Regions from separate parts of the Mus musculus genome. Here region 2 is linked to region 1. The links are chromatin contacts, called in public Hi-C maps. All regions are on one chromosome and are shown on one strand. The core of a region is the stretch at or near the end of the contact, and the rest is flanking DNA. Distances in the headings are between cores, read along the strand shown.

The links. Hi-C and Micro-C count contacts between places; a contact is called where the count stands out from the background.
Region 2: a contact with region 1 is called in a Hi-C map of bone marrow-derived macrophages, with 65 read pairs. The contact joins two enhancer-like sites. A contact is called at or near these places in 2 of 15 datasets of contacts at CTCF or cohesin (the G1E-ER4 cell line and embryonic stem cells), 90 of 484 Hi-C or Micro-C datasets (2-cell-like embryonic stem cells, the 4T1 cell line, B cells and 36 more), 20 of 115 datasets of contacts at active chromatin or transcription factors (the 230-238 cell line, embryonic basal ganglia, embryonic fibroblasts and 9 more) and 1 of 9 other capture datasets (liver).

Annotation. Positions count from the first base shown.
Region 1 is chr11:86,916,968-86,923,675 of GRCm38.p6, reverse strand. No RefSeq gene overlaps it. Among named protein-coding and RNA genes, the nearest start is that of Gm33742, 52 kb to the right of the region's middle. Within about 2 kb of position 3,520, at least 142 of the 459 cell types and tissues checked have an H3K27ac peak or open chromatin away from gene starts, as enhancers often do. A contact at or near this core is called in bone marrow-derived macrophages and pancreatic cancer cells, where this site is marked.
Region 2 is chr11:87,008,298-87,015,005 of GRCm38.p6, reverse strand. No RefSeq gene overlaps it. Among named protein-coding and RNA genes, the nearest start is that of Ypel2, 18 kb to the right of the region's middle. Within about 2 kb of position 4,320, at least 73 of the 459 cell types and tissues checked have an H3K27ac peak or open chromatin away from gene starts, as enhancers often do. A contact at or near this core is called in bone marrow-derived macrophages and pancreatic cancer cells, where this site is marked.

The DNA of each region.
Region 1 (6,708 bases), core at 2,271-4,770:
ACATCTGTTCCATTGTATTGTCAGCAACATCAGCCTCCTGGGGATCTTACAGCCACAGGGTAGAGAGGTCATTTGGACAGGCTCTTCCCTTGAGGGTGTAGGTAACCCATGATGTGTGTCTGGCAGTAAAAGGCTATTGTTCTGTTAGTGAGACAGGGTCTCACTGTGCAGCCTAGGCTGGCCCAGGCTGGCCTCAAACTCACAAATCTCCTGCTTTTAGTTTCCCAGGTGCTGGGATTATAAACATGAGGCACTGCACCTGGCTTTGGAGCAGATTATATAACCTTGATGTAAGGACCAAGACATCCACATTTCCCCATCCCAGCCATCTTTCAAACCTTTCAGCCATTTCCCACAAGACTCTGCGGAGCAAGTAACTATCCTCCTCCTCATCTTGCATACAAAGAAGCTGAACCCCAAAGAAGATTCATAATGTGTCCAAGCCCACAAAGGGGAGATGAGGTTCAGTTGAAGGTCTGTGTGGTCCTGATGTTGGTGTGGTTATGTGTGTGTGTGTATGGCAGACTAACTATCCAAATCCTTAACTCACAGGGGTAGATAGCCTGATATCCATTAGCCAGCTAATGCTAATTTAGGAAAACAACCCCTGAGATAAAGAGTTATAGAGAAGTGACTCTAATTAGCTGGCCCAGCAGGAATGTCGAGTGTTATCTACTGAAGCTCAGAGCTGTTTGGCTCCTAGACACTCCAGGGCAGGACTGTGGGATCCCTGCAGGAAGGAATTTTGAAAGATGCTGAGACCATAAAGAGCTTCTCTGGGTTCATCCAGGGAGATCAATGTCCTCCCAGAGGAACGAAAACATTGGGGGTCAGAACCAAGGAGGCTGGCAAGGGGGTCAAGGGTACTAGAAGGCCCTGGCACTGAGGTCCAAAAGGGAAGAGAAATAGAAATAGATGCTTCACTTCAGGGACAGGGAGGAAAGGGTTCCCAGCCCCTCCCATCTCCCAGAATACGTTTCTAGGCACCCCTGACAGAGTTACTCTTACATTCTTCTTGGAGCTTTTGTTTTGAGAAGCCATCACCAGCAATGGGACTTTTAACTGAGAGTAAAAAGAGACCTTTATGTATGGAAATCCTAGGTTCTTAAGCACTTAAGCACTGGGATGACTGGGATGGGAAATGTGTACAACCATTGGGAGTCTTGGTCGTTACATCAAGGTTATATAATCTGCTCCAAAGCCAGGTGCAGTGCCTCATGTTTATAATCCCAGCACCTGGGAAACTAAAAGCAGGAGATTTGTGAGTTTGAGGACAGCCTGGGCTACACAGACATTCTGGGCCATCCTAGGCTGCACAGTGAGACTCAATAATAGAACAATAGCTTTCTTTTGCCAGACACACATCATGGGTTCCCTTAGGCTTCCACATGGTAAGAGCCTGGAACAGTTGTTGGCCACGGTGACTCACACCTTTAATCCCAGCACTCAGGGAGACAGAAGCAGGTGGATCCTTTTGAGTGTGAAGCCAACCCAATCTCCACAGAAGATTCCAGGCCAGCCAGGGTTACATAAGGAGACCCTGGCTCAAAACAAGAATACGATCTGTTAGAATGATTGAACAATTGTTTGAGTGGCTAGTCCTTTCCTGATTGGACAGGTGTTGGAGTGCTGTTCCCTTGTGGGCAGTCTTTGTGACATGCAAATGAATTCCAGTGTGTAGGTCACCATTTGCTTACAGGTGGACCCAGGCTGGGGTTAACACAGAGGACAGGTGCAGAAAGGAAATATGAACCATTCTCTATAAGGTGTCAAGGCCTATGAAGCAGAGAGGGGAATTCTAAGCTGCCTCTTTTAGATAGAGTCTATATACATCCCTTGCTGGCCTGGAACTTGCTCTATACTTCATGCTGACTTCCCACTCAAAGAGCTCCACCTGCCTCTGCCTTCTAAGTGCTGGGTTTCAAGTTGTGGACCACCGCACTCAGCCTGGGCTTGCTATTATGGATAGGAGCTCCAGTCAAGTTGGAACTAGTCTCTCCTCTCCTGCCCTTGCCCTAGTCAGTGCCCGACTAGAGGCTGCACCTAGGGGTTAGGGGCAGGTCATGCTGGGGCTTGCCCTACTTCGCTCTGCCAAGACCTCTGGCCAGCAAGCATAAGCCGGCTTTTGGCAAGCAAGAAGGAAGTTGAGCTGAGCAGGAGCAAGCACAGTCTCCCAGCCCCCTCCTGGACAGGTGAAGGAGTTTGATGAGAAGAGCCAACTGGTACTGCGTGAACAAGACCATTATTATCATGGAATACTGGGGTTTGGGCGGGGCAGATCTCATAGCAGGTCGAAAGTCTCATCCTGATACCTTGTTTCCCCTTTGGCCTTCCTGATAGGAGAGTTTCCCTGAGGCTTGATTGACCTTCAAAGGGAAACCCTGAGAATAGCGGAGCATTCTGTGTTGGAATCAATGGAGGCCCTTAGCTTACCTGCTCTGTGTGTGCCAGTCCATATAAGAATGTATGCATGCATACAGGGTGTGTATGTGTGTGTGTGTGTGTGTACTTGAATCATACATCTCTAGGTTTCAGCTTGTCTGGTTTTGCTGGGAAGAAACCAGATGGGAGTTAAGCATTAAAAACAAACAAACAAACAAACAACTTTTTTTGGTGGAGTTCAGTGTGATCAGAGTACCCCATGCCATCCAGTTCATCAGAGCCCCGTAAGTAGGTCACCTTATTACCGCGGAGGCTGAGAAAGGATGACCTTCGGAGAGACTCCAGTTTGGCACAGGACTAGACATCTAGGGTGACTGAGGAACCTGCATGGTAGAAATGCCAGCAGCTATGCTTTCTCAGTGGTGCCCAGGAATCCCTGGGTGCAGGATGACAAGCCGAATGCCTATCTCATCTCGGAACCAGGATCAGATCCACAGGGTAGAAACAACCCCATAGCCGCAGTTTGTCTTTTTTTTTCGACTCCCAATCTCTGCGCCAGCCTGGGAGAACTCAGCCACAGCCTCTCCCTGGAGTCAGGGCTGCAGCGCGTGCTCTCTGCAGGCCCCTGGCAACGCAGCTCAGGAAGGGCTCTGCTTCCTCGCTTGAGATGTGTTATTAAACCGTAATCATACTGTGAGTGGAGTCAGCCAAAGCAGTGGCTATTAATAGGGAGGTGAGGAAAGCTGAGTCAGAAGGAAGCTGACTTAGGCTGGCGAGCAGAGCTGGGCCACCTTGGCCTACAATCCTTCGCAAGAGGTCAGTGGATGGGACAGACCTGAGCTCATTTCCCTCCTGGGCAGCTGTCAGCACTATCTGGATTTCTCAGTTTGGGAAACAGAAAACCTGAAGCCGTCCTGAACAAAGGGCTTTTTAGTTGTCTCACCCTGGCCCCTGAGGAGTCTCGGAGCCCTGTACACAAACAGCTGGAGTTGCTGTGACTCAGCACCAATTTCTCTCTCCTTGTCATTGGTCAATGGGACTCGGAAGGGGGCTCCATTTCTCTGGCCTCTTTTGGCCAGGCAGCCAGTGCTGACCTTGCCCTTTAACTGGCCAGCGCTCCCCAGAGGCAGAGCCATCTGAGCAGGGTGATTCTGTTTCTGGCTTGGTGACAAGGCTTAGGGATGTGGCTGTTACAGATAGGTGGAAGTGGACAGGTTGGGGGCCACTGGGGACCTTAAAGTGTGGGAACAAGATATCCTTTGTAACTTGTGTAATGTACTGCACTTCCCCGGGTCTTGGTCATGTCAACATTATCAAGCACCTGGAAGCAGGAGAGATCCCTAAATCGTGCCCAGAAGATCATGGGAGACTTGAAATGGTTTCTAGAGCCTGTTTTCCAGGCCATGTTCAGACTATAACTCGAAGTCTGAGTACTGCCTCAGGAGGAATGGTCTTACCAGACACAATAAGTGGTATCAACACCCTCTCCCCTGAGAGGTAAATGGTGCTGTGACTGAGTGACAAGGATAAAATGACACCCAGGGAGAGAAGCCAGGCCCTAGCTAGCAGCCTCTTGACTCAAGGCCCTTAGTAAATCTCCCACCCAGACAGCTGTTGTCTCTGACTCGTTACTACTGTATGCTCACCCTGAGGCCATGGATGCAGGTGTGTGTATGCATGCATGCGTGCGTGTGTGCATGGGTGTGTGTACGTGTGTGAGCCTGTATGTGAACGTTCGTGTGAGATGAGATCGTCTAAAGATGTCCAGAAGAAATTCTTTTCATTGGTTAGATATGTTTTCCCAAACTGGAATACTTGTTTTGGTTCCTGGGTCACTGAAGGAGATCTCGTCTCCTGCTCCCTAAAATGTTGATTAAATAAAATTCATTGGATTCCAGCCCTGGATAATCTGGGGGATTTGTGTGCATGCTTAGCAAGTACTCCACTACCAAGCTACATCCCAGCCTCCTTTGCTTGCTTATTTATTTATTTATTTATTTATTTATTTATTTATTTATTCATTATTCATTCATTCATTGACCCACTTTCCCTAAATTGTCCAGGCTGGCTTTGACTCACTCTGCTGCCCGACCAGGCCTCGAGCCTGCCATGGTACCTCAGCCTCGCCAGTGGCAAGTGTTACAGGCCTGTACCTCAGCTGATTCAGCTGGTCTAGTGTGGGGTGGGTTTTTTTCCCTGCAACTTTCTTTTTATTTTGTTTTGCTTTGTTTTTCAAAAAAAAATTTTAATTAGACATTTTCTTTATTTACATTTCAATTGTTATCCCCTTTCCTGGTTTCCCCTCTGAAAACCCCCTATCCCCTCCCCCCTCCCCCTGCTCACCAATCTATCCACTCCTGCTTCCTGGCCCTGGCATTCCCCTACACTGGAGCATCGAGCCTTCACAGGACCAAGGGTTGCTCCTCCCATTGATGACCAACTAGGCCATCCTCTGCTACGTATGCAGCTGGAGCCATGAGTCCCACCATATATTTTCTTTGATTGGTGGTTTAGTCCCTGGGAGCTCTGGGGTACTGGTTAGTTCATATTGTTGTTCCTCCTATGGAGCTGCAAACTCCTTCATCTCCGTGGGTCCTTTCTCCTGCTCCTTCATTGGGGACCCTGTGCTCAGTCCAACGGTAGGTTGGGAGCATCCACCTCTGTATTTGTCAGGTACCGGTGGAGCCTCTCAGGAGACAACTATAACAGGCTTCTGTCAGCAAGCTCTTGTTGGCAGCACAAAAGTGTCTGGGTTTGGTGGTTGTATATGGGATGGATCCCCAGGTGGGGCAGTCTCTGGTTGGTCATTCCTTCAGTCTCTGCTCCACACTTTGTCTCTGTATCTCCTCCCATGGGTATTTTGTTCCCCCTTCTAAGAAGGACCTAAGTATCCACACATTGGTCTTCCTTCCTGCAGCTTTCTAATACATCTTAATGTGATAAGACGAATCCACAAATGACTGACATGGTGGCACCAGCCCATAATCCCTGCACTTGGGAGGCAGAAGCAGAAGGATCAGAAGTTCAAGGTCATCTTCAGATATATAGTGAGATGGAGGTCAGCCTGGGCTACATGAGATCCTGTCTTAAGCAGATATCCATATGTGTCTGCCTATGTGTCTGCCTCTTTAGAGTTACCCAGGTACCATTATTGTGTGCTTAGATACAATCTTTAGTTTTTAAAGATTTATTTATTTTATGTATATAAGTACACTGTAGCTGTCTTCAGACACACCAGAAGAGGGCATCAGATCCCATTACAGATGGTTGTGAGCCACGATGTGGTTGCTGGGAATTGAACTCAGGACCTCTGAAAGAGCAGTCAGTGCTCCTAACCACTGAGACATCTCTCCAGCCCGCTTAGATGTGTTTGTAGAATAGCTTTTTGTTTTTTAATCTGCGTTAAAATCCCAGTACAGGGGCCTGGAGAAATTGCTCAATGGTTAAGAGCACTGTCTGCTTTTCCAGAGTCTATGGGTTCAATTCTCAGCAACCTCACAATTGACATGGTTGCTCACAGCCATCAGTATATCCAGTTCCAGGGTGGGATCTGATGCCCTCTTCTGGCCCCAGTGGATACCAGGCATGCGCATGATACACAGAAAACCATGCAGGTAAACACTCATACACATAAAAATGATAAAATTTAAGAAATTCCCAGCACAGGGGGGAGAAAGACAAAGACATCTCTAGGTGTCATATGGGTCAACTTTTGAGCCCAAAAGAGATTCCATGTCCCTGGGTTCAGGCCCCAACCTCTAGGGATACACAAGGTTTTCAGCCCACAGCTTTCAGATGATACCAGACCCTGCTTAAGGGAATATGTTCATCTCTTTATAGCCATACCATGCTTGTAAAGAGCCTGAGAGAAATGGAAAGCAGGTGTCCCCCCACCACCCCTTTGTTTTGAAAGGCAAATGGCCTCAGAATAGTACCAGTCAACAGAAGAGAGGAGGCATCCTGGCCCAGCTGCCTGCCTTCTCTCACTGTGGTCAAAGCTAATTAACTTGCACTGTACCTTGAACTAGGTCACCCACAGGTCTGGGCTGGGGATAGACCTGGCTGTCAGAGGAGGGCATTGCCAGACTAGCTCTTGGGGTGATCTCCTAGGGAGGCCATACAAAAGCCTACGTTTCATCTCTGTGTGGGATTGTCTCTCTTCTTCCGGAGAAGTGACCATTTTCAGATCTGTGGGTGGAAAAGAAAATCTTCTCTTCCCAAAATAATCCCTTTCTGCAGTTTGAAGCCGGGGGGTTGAAGCTGGACCAGGCGGCTAGCACTATTTTTACCCAACTCACAGTTCGGGCTGTAAACAGCAACTCTGGC
Region 2 (6,708 bases), core at 3,071-5,570, 91 kb before region 1:
TTGCAAACTTTATATGCCCCAGTACAGGGGAACGCCAGGGCTAAGAAGTGGGAGTGGGTGGGTAGGGGAGCAGGGCGGGAGAGAGAGTATAGGGAACTTTCGAGATAGCATTTGAAATGTAAATAAAGAAAAAAAAAAGTTATCTGGTGGGGCTGGAGAGAGGGCTCAGTTGAAAGTGTGCTTGTGAGGAGTTTGAATCCCAGCACCTATGCTAACTAAAAGGCTTTAGGAATGGAACCCAGTACATTAAAAAGAAAATCTTCAGAGGTAGATAATGCTCTCAGAAGCAACAGGTTATTAAACGAAAATTCCAACTGCAGGTGTTTTCCGTGGAGGCCCCAGAAGCCCTAGTATAAGTTTCCCCCATTGCTCCTCCTGGCTGGGGACTGATCTAGGGCCTCCGTACGCTGGGCATTTGCTGCCTCTGAGCTATGTTCCCAGCTCTCTCTACACAGCTTTTGATCAAAGTGATCTCAAGGTCCTCTTAGCCTGCAGCTTTGCACAGTTAGCACTGTCTTCCATCTGTGAAAACAGCACAAGCTAATAAAAACCTACTTAATAATTAGGGGAACAGTAAAACATTTTATGAGGTTGTAGTAAAAAAAAAAGTGGCCAAGGTTTGCATGGCTTGTGGCACTGAATATTTGTATAATCGTTCAGAAGAATATTATCCAGACTCTTAGGAAAACAAGAAGAAAAAGAGAACTGGAGATGTAGCTCATTTGGTGGAGTGCTTGCCTCCAGTGTGTGAGTTTCTGGGTTCTGTACCCTGCAAGTGAGCTTGGTGGCTTCCCTGAGCTGTGGGAAGTGAACCCAGAAGGTAGTTAGGGTTCTGGTTAGGGTTAGAGGTTAGGGTTAGAGTTAGGGTTAGGGTCAAGAGAAAGCGAGGGAGGGAGGGAAAGAGAAAGGGAGGGAGGGAGGGAGGGAGAGAGAGAAAGGGAGGAAGTGAGAGAGAGAGAGAGAGAGAGAGAGAGAGAGAGAGAGAGAGAGAAGAGTGTTGTGGCTCTAGTCTGTGTGTAATAATCCCTGAAGTTGGGAGACTGATTACTGTTGCCTGTTGCCATGATTAAGAAGGCAGCCTTAGCTACAGAGTGAGGCTCTGTTATAGAAAGCAAACATTCAAACATTGCTGGGCCTGATGCTGCAGGTCTATAATCTCAAACAGAAGCCAGAAGATTATGCTAAGATTCCAGGCCATCCAGGGCCTATCAGGTTTCTCTTTCAGTCTTTCCTGTCCCCTAACTTATGCTGAGACTAGTAGGTCAGTAATTCCAGCCACACAGGATCGGGAGCACTTGTGTTTCACAGTGAGTTTGTGGCTGGCCTAGAGAATGTAATGAGACCCTGATCTAAATAAAATATGCAAATAATGGCAAATATGCAAATCCGTGGTTAAGAGCACATACTGCTGCAGAGGACAGGGATTTGATTCTCAGCATCCATGTGGTGGTTTACAACAACCATAACTCCAGTTTACAGAGGCCAATACCCTCCTATGGCCATGGAGGGCACCAGGCATGTGTGTGGCATACATATGTACATTTTCTAAAAAATGAAAAAAAGCAATGAAAGATGTAAATAGTAGGCACAGTGGTTCATGCCTTTAGTCCCAACACTCAGGAGGCAGAGGCCAGCCCTGGTATACACAGTGAACTATATTCAAGTTAGCCAGAGCTACATAGTGAGACCCTGTCTCAAAATGAAATGTAAGTAAAAAGTAGGGATGAAGATAATATGCGTGTGTGTGCGCGCACACACATACACAAATAAATAAAGTAGGTAAATAATTAATAAATAAATAAAAAGGGCTGAGGATGGGGGTCTGTGATACAATACTTGCCTAGCTTGGAAGAAGTTCTAGATTTGACACTCAGAAGTACAAAACACACACACAATTTTAAAAGGACAACTCAGTGTGTTGGTTAGTTTTGTTTTTGTTTTTTTTAAATCAGCTTGACACAAAGTAGGGTCATTTGTAAAGAGGGAGTCACAATTAGGAAAATCCCTATGTCAGGTTGGCTTAGACTCAAGTCTACGGGGCATTTTCTTTGTTAATGATAAGCATAGAAGGGTCCAGTCCGTTGTGGATGCTACTACCCCTAGACAGGTGGTCCTAGGGTGCATTAAACAAGACAAAAGAAAAACAAACAGCTCCCCAAGCTGATATGTACATAAATAAATAAAGTAAGTAAATAAGTAAGTAAGTAAGTAAGTAAGTAAATAGACAATAAATAGAAAGAGCTGAGGTTGTGGTCTGTGGAAAACCAGTTTTGGAATCTGCTTTCGCCAGTGGAGTGTCACTGAGTACATCAACCACAGTCCAGGAGACCCCATGCCAAAAAGTAGCTGCTCAACAGAACAAACTCAATGGTGTTTTATGAACTTTTTCCTTAGTTTTGCTTTGTTTAGGCCTTTTTTTGTGTTATTAGTCTTTTGCCAGTTTGTTTTAAATTTTGTTTTTGTAGGGAGTTTTTGTTTCTTGATTTCTGGTTCTGGCATTCTGTTATTGTGTATAGTTTTTTTGTTTTGTTTTGTTTTGTTGTTTTTCTTTTTGTTTTGAGAGAGAATATAAAACTTAAAATTGGGTGGGGAGGGGAAAACATGATCAAAATATATCCTATGAGAAATTTTTAATTAAAAAAGGAAAAGCAGTCCAGATTTGGGGGTGCACAACTATCCCCCACTCCACCCCACCCCCACCCCCTAATACTGAGTTTCACTGTGTAGCCCTGGCTGTCCTGGAACTCACTCTGTAGACCAGGCTGGCCTTGAACTCACAGAGATCTGCCTGCCTCTGCCTCCTGAGTGTTGGTATTAAAGGTGTGTGCCACCACCGCCCCACTTGGTCCACACTTTTAATCCCGGCACTCTTTGAGATCAGTCTGGTACACAGTAAGGTCTGGGCCAACCAGAGCTACAGAGTGAGCCTGTGTCCAATATAAGAGCAGCCGTGGGGGCTGGAGAGATGGCTCAGTGGTTAAGAGCACCTACTGCTTTTCCGAAGGTCCTGAGTTCAAATCCTCGCAACCACATGGTGGCTCACAACCATCTGTAATGAGATCTGACGACCTCTTCTGGTGCATCAGGGTTAGGTTAAGACAGCTACAGTGTGCTTAGATATAATAATAAATAAATCTTTAAAAAAAAAAAGAGTGGGGCTGGTGAGATGGCTCAGCAGGTAAGAGCACCCGACTGCTCTTCCAAAGGTCCTGAGTTCAAATCCCAGCAACCACATGGTGGCTCACAACCATCTGTAATGGGATCCGGTATCCTCTTCTGGTGTGTCTGAAGACAGCTGCAGTGCACTTACATATAATAAATAAATTTTAAAAAAAAGAGCAGATGGGGGTGGGGTGGGGGTGGGAGGAGGGCGAGATGAATCAGCAGGCAAAGTTTCTTGCTGTCCAGGGTGAGGACAGCAACCCATGTGGTGGAAGAGAGCTGACTCTCACAAACTGTCCCCTGACCACTGATGGCATATGATGGCAGGCATATGATGGCATGTGTGCACAGCACCCCAACACACAAAATAAAAAAGGACATTTTTTTAAAGCCAGAGTATGATCATTAATCAAGAAACTTTTAAGTTATTTATTTTTATTTTATGTGCATTAGTGTTTCACCTGCATGTGTATCTGTGTGAGCTTCTCAGATCCCCTGGAACTGTTTTACACAGCTGGGAAATGTAATCCCAGCTTGCGGGAGGCTGAGGCAGGATTGCTAAAAGTTCAAGGCTAACCTGAAATACCTAGTAAGTTTAAGACAGCCTGTGAGACCCTGTCTCCAAAGCAAAGCAAAAATAAACAAAATGTGTTTTTAAAATCCTAAATAAATAAAAGAATGTATCTCTCCACAACCTTCTTAAAAGGATTTATTTATTTTATGCATATATGAGTACACTGTAGCTGTCTTCAGACACACCAGAAGAGGACACCGGATCCCATTATAGATGGTTGTGAGCCACCATGTTGTTGCTGGGAATTGAACTCAGGACCTCTGGAAGAGCATTCAGTAGTATTAACCACTGAACCATCTCTCCAGCACCCCCCCCCCCAAAAATGAGGATCTTTGGCTCTCTCCATTATAGTTGTATTCACAGCTCTTGGCCTCAAATTTTTAAATTTCAGGGTGATCCCGAACGTTATAGGAAGCTCAGCGTGTATCTGGCCTCTACTGGTAGTGATGCTCCCAGAATGTTCTTAGATTTTGCCTGAGGCTGGTTGGGGTGAAGAGAGAACTCTTGGATTCATTAGGAATGACCAGGCCTGGAAAGCGGACACTGGGAAGCTATACCCAAGTTTAACCACAGGAGGTCTCCCTAGACCTAATTATGATTTGAGTCAGTCTTGCATTGGGTTGTGGGAACTACCGAATTGTTCTCTTTTGGTAATCTGAACACACCTGTTTTTATTTTTAAAAAATGCTGCCGGGCGTGGTGGTGCACGCCTTTAATCCCAGCACTTGGGAGGCAGAGGCAAGCGGATTTCTGAGTTCAAGGCCAGCCTGGTCTACAAAGTGAGTTCCAGGACAGCCAGGACTACACAGAAAAACCCTGCCTCAAAAAAACAAACAACAACAACAAAAGCTAAACCTGGTTGGGCCTGGTGGCACACATCTTTAATCCCAGCACTCAGGAGGCAGAGGCAGGTGGATATGTGATTTCCAGGCCAGCCAGGGCTACAGAGTGAGTTCCAGGAGAGCCAGGGTTACACAGAGAAACCTTGTCTCAAAAAAAAAAAACAAAAAACAAAAAAACAAAAACAGAAGTTACATTGATTTATTTGTGTGTGTGTGTGTGTGTGTGTAACTACAGTAGAGAAAGTTGACAAACTATAACCTGATATTTTGGCTGAGATGCCAGTAAGAAGAGAAAAACAACATTACGTAAAATCTCAGGAAATGGGAATTATTGGATTTAAAAATGTACTGATTGGTGCCTTCACTGTAACAAATGTTAATAAAACCAGGAAACTGGAGGGTGGGGTGGGGTGGCTTGTGCCTTTAATCCCAGCAGAGGCGAGTAGGTTTCTGGGAATTTGAGGTCAGCCTGGTCTACATCCTGAGTTCCAAACTAGCCAGGGCTACACAGTGAGACCCGGTTTTCAAAACAAAACAACAAAAGCCAGAAGCGCAGGTCCTCATTAGGCTGGAGACAGACGTTAATTTCCTTTCGAGAAATGAGTTTCGGCTGACGACCCTCATCCAGCTTACTTACTGGGTTATTTCTGAGGGTGATGTGTCCTGCACCCCATAACAGGCTTCACTGCGGAATATAGCTCTGCTTTTGTGGCTTCTTGCCAGTCTTTCTGTGACTTGCTCAGCGGAGTACTTGGAGGCAGGTAAGAGAGGGCTCAGCAGAGAGCAGAGAAGAGCACGGTGCCGACTCTAGATTCCTCTTCTGAAGAGAGGGTCTTGAGTTAAGCTGGGCATAGTGGCTTACGTCTATAATCCCAGTATTTGGAAAGCCAAGGTAGGAGACCACCTCAATCTTGAGGCCCTCATACTGTTGAGCTACAATGTGAGACCCTGTATCAAAACGACAACCAGACCATGGCCCAAGCAGGAGGGCTTGAGCTTCCATCCCTAGCACAGGGTAAAAGCTGAGCAATGAGTCTATAGCTTCAGCAATGTGGGCAGGGAGAAGCGAATCGCTGGATCATCGGCCAGCAGGTCTAGTTGAATCAGTGAGCTCTGGGTTCAGTGAGAGACCCTGTCTTAAAATAAAGTGGAGAAATTGGGCAGTGGTGGCGCACGCCTTTAATCCCAGCACTTGGGAGGCAGAGGCAGGCGGATTTCTGAGTTCGAGGCCAGCCTGGTTTACAGAGTGAGTTCCAGGACAGCCAGGAGAAACCCTGTCTTGAAAAACTAAAAAAAGGAGAGGAAGACATCACCTCTGGCCTCTCCACGCACGCGCGCACACACACACATACGCACACACACACATGAATGAATGTGTGCACACACAACTCAAGATCTTCAGGCTGGAGCACAGGTAGGTTAGCATACACAGCATACAGGAGGCTCTAGGTTCAATCTCTAGCACAGACCAAGGTTGAGGTGAGACAGATAGACAGACATACAGAAAGAGACAGACAGACACATAGACACGGGGACACACACGGGGACACAAACACATGCACACACACACACACACAGGAGAGAGAGAGAGAGAGAGAGAGAGAGAGAGAGAGAGAGAGAGAGAAACCAGGCCTGCAATCCCATCTACTAGAAGCTACAAAAGAATCTGAAAAAAAAAAAAAAAGGTAAAGAGATCTGATATGGTGGCAATGTGTCTAATCCCAGCACTTTGTAAGTTCGAGGCCAGCTTAGTCTATATAGTGAGTTACATGCCAGCCAGGGCTACATAGGAAGACTTTGTCTCAGAGAAGGAATTGTACTCTGTGGCACACTACTTGCCTAGCAAGACCCTAGGTTCAGCTCTCAATATGAGGGACAGGCAGAGGAGTAAAATGGATAGAAGACCCCAGATCCATAGTCTCACCATTGGCTGTACTTATAATCAACATAGCTATTTATTTTATTTTATTTAGTACATGCAGATGGCATGAATGTAGAGGACAGAGGACAACTGTGGGAATGGGTTCTTTCCTTCTGCCATGTGGGTCCTGGGGACCAAACTTAGGATTTTAGGCTCAGCAGCAAGCACCCTCCCCTACTGAGCCATCTTGGTGCCCTGTCACTTGGGAA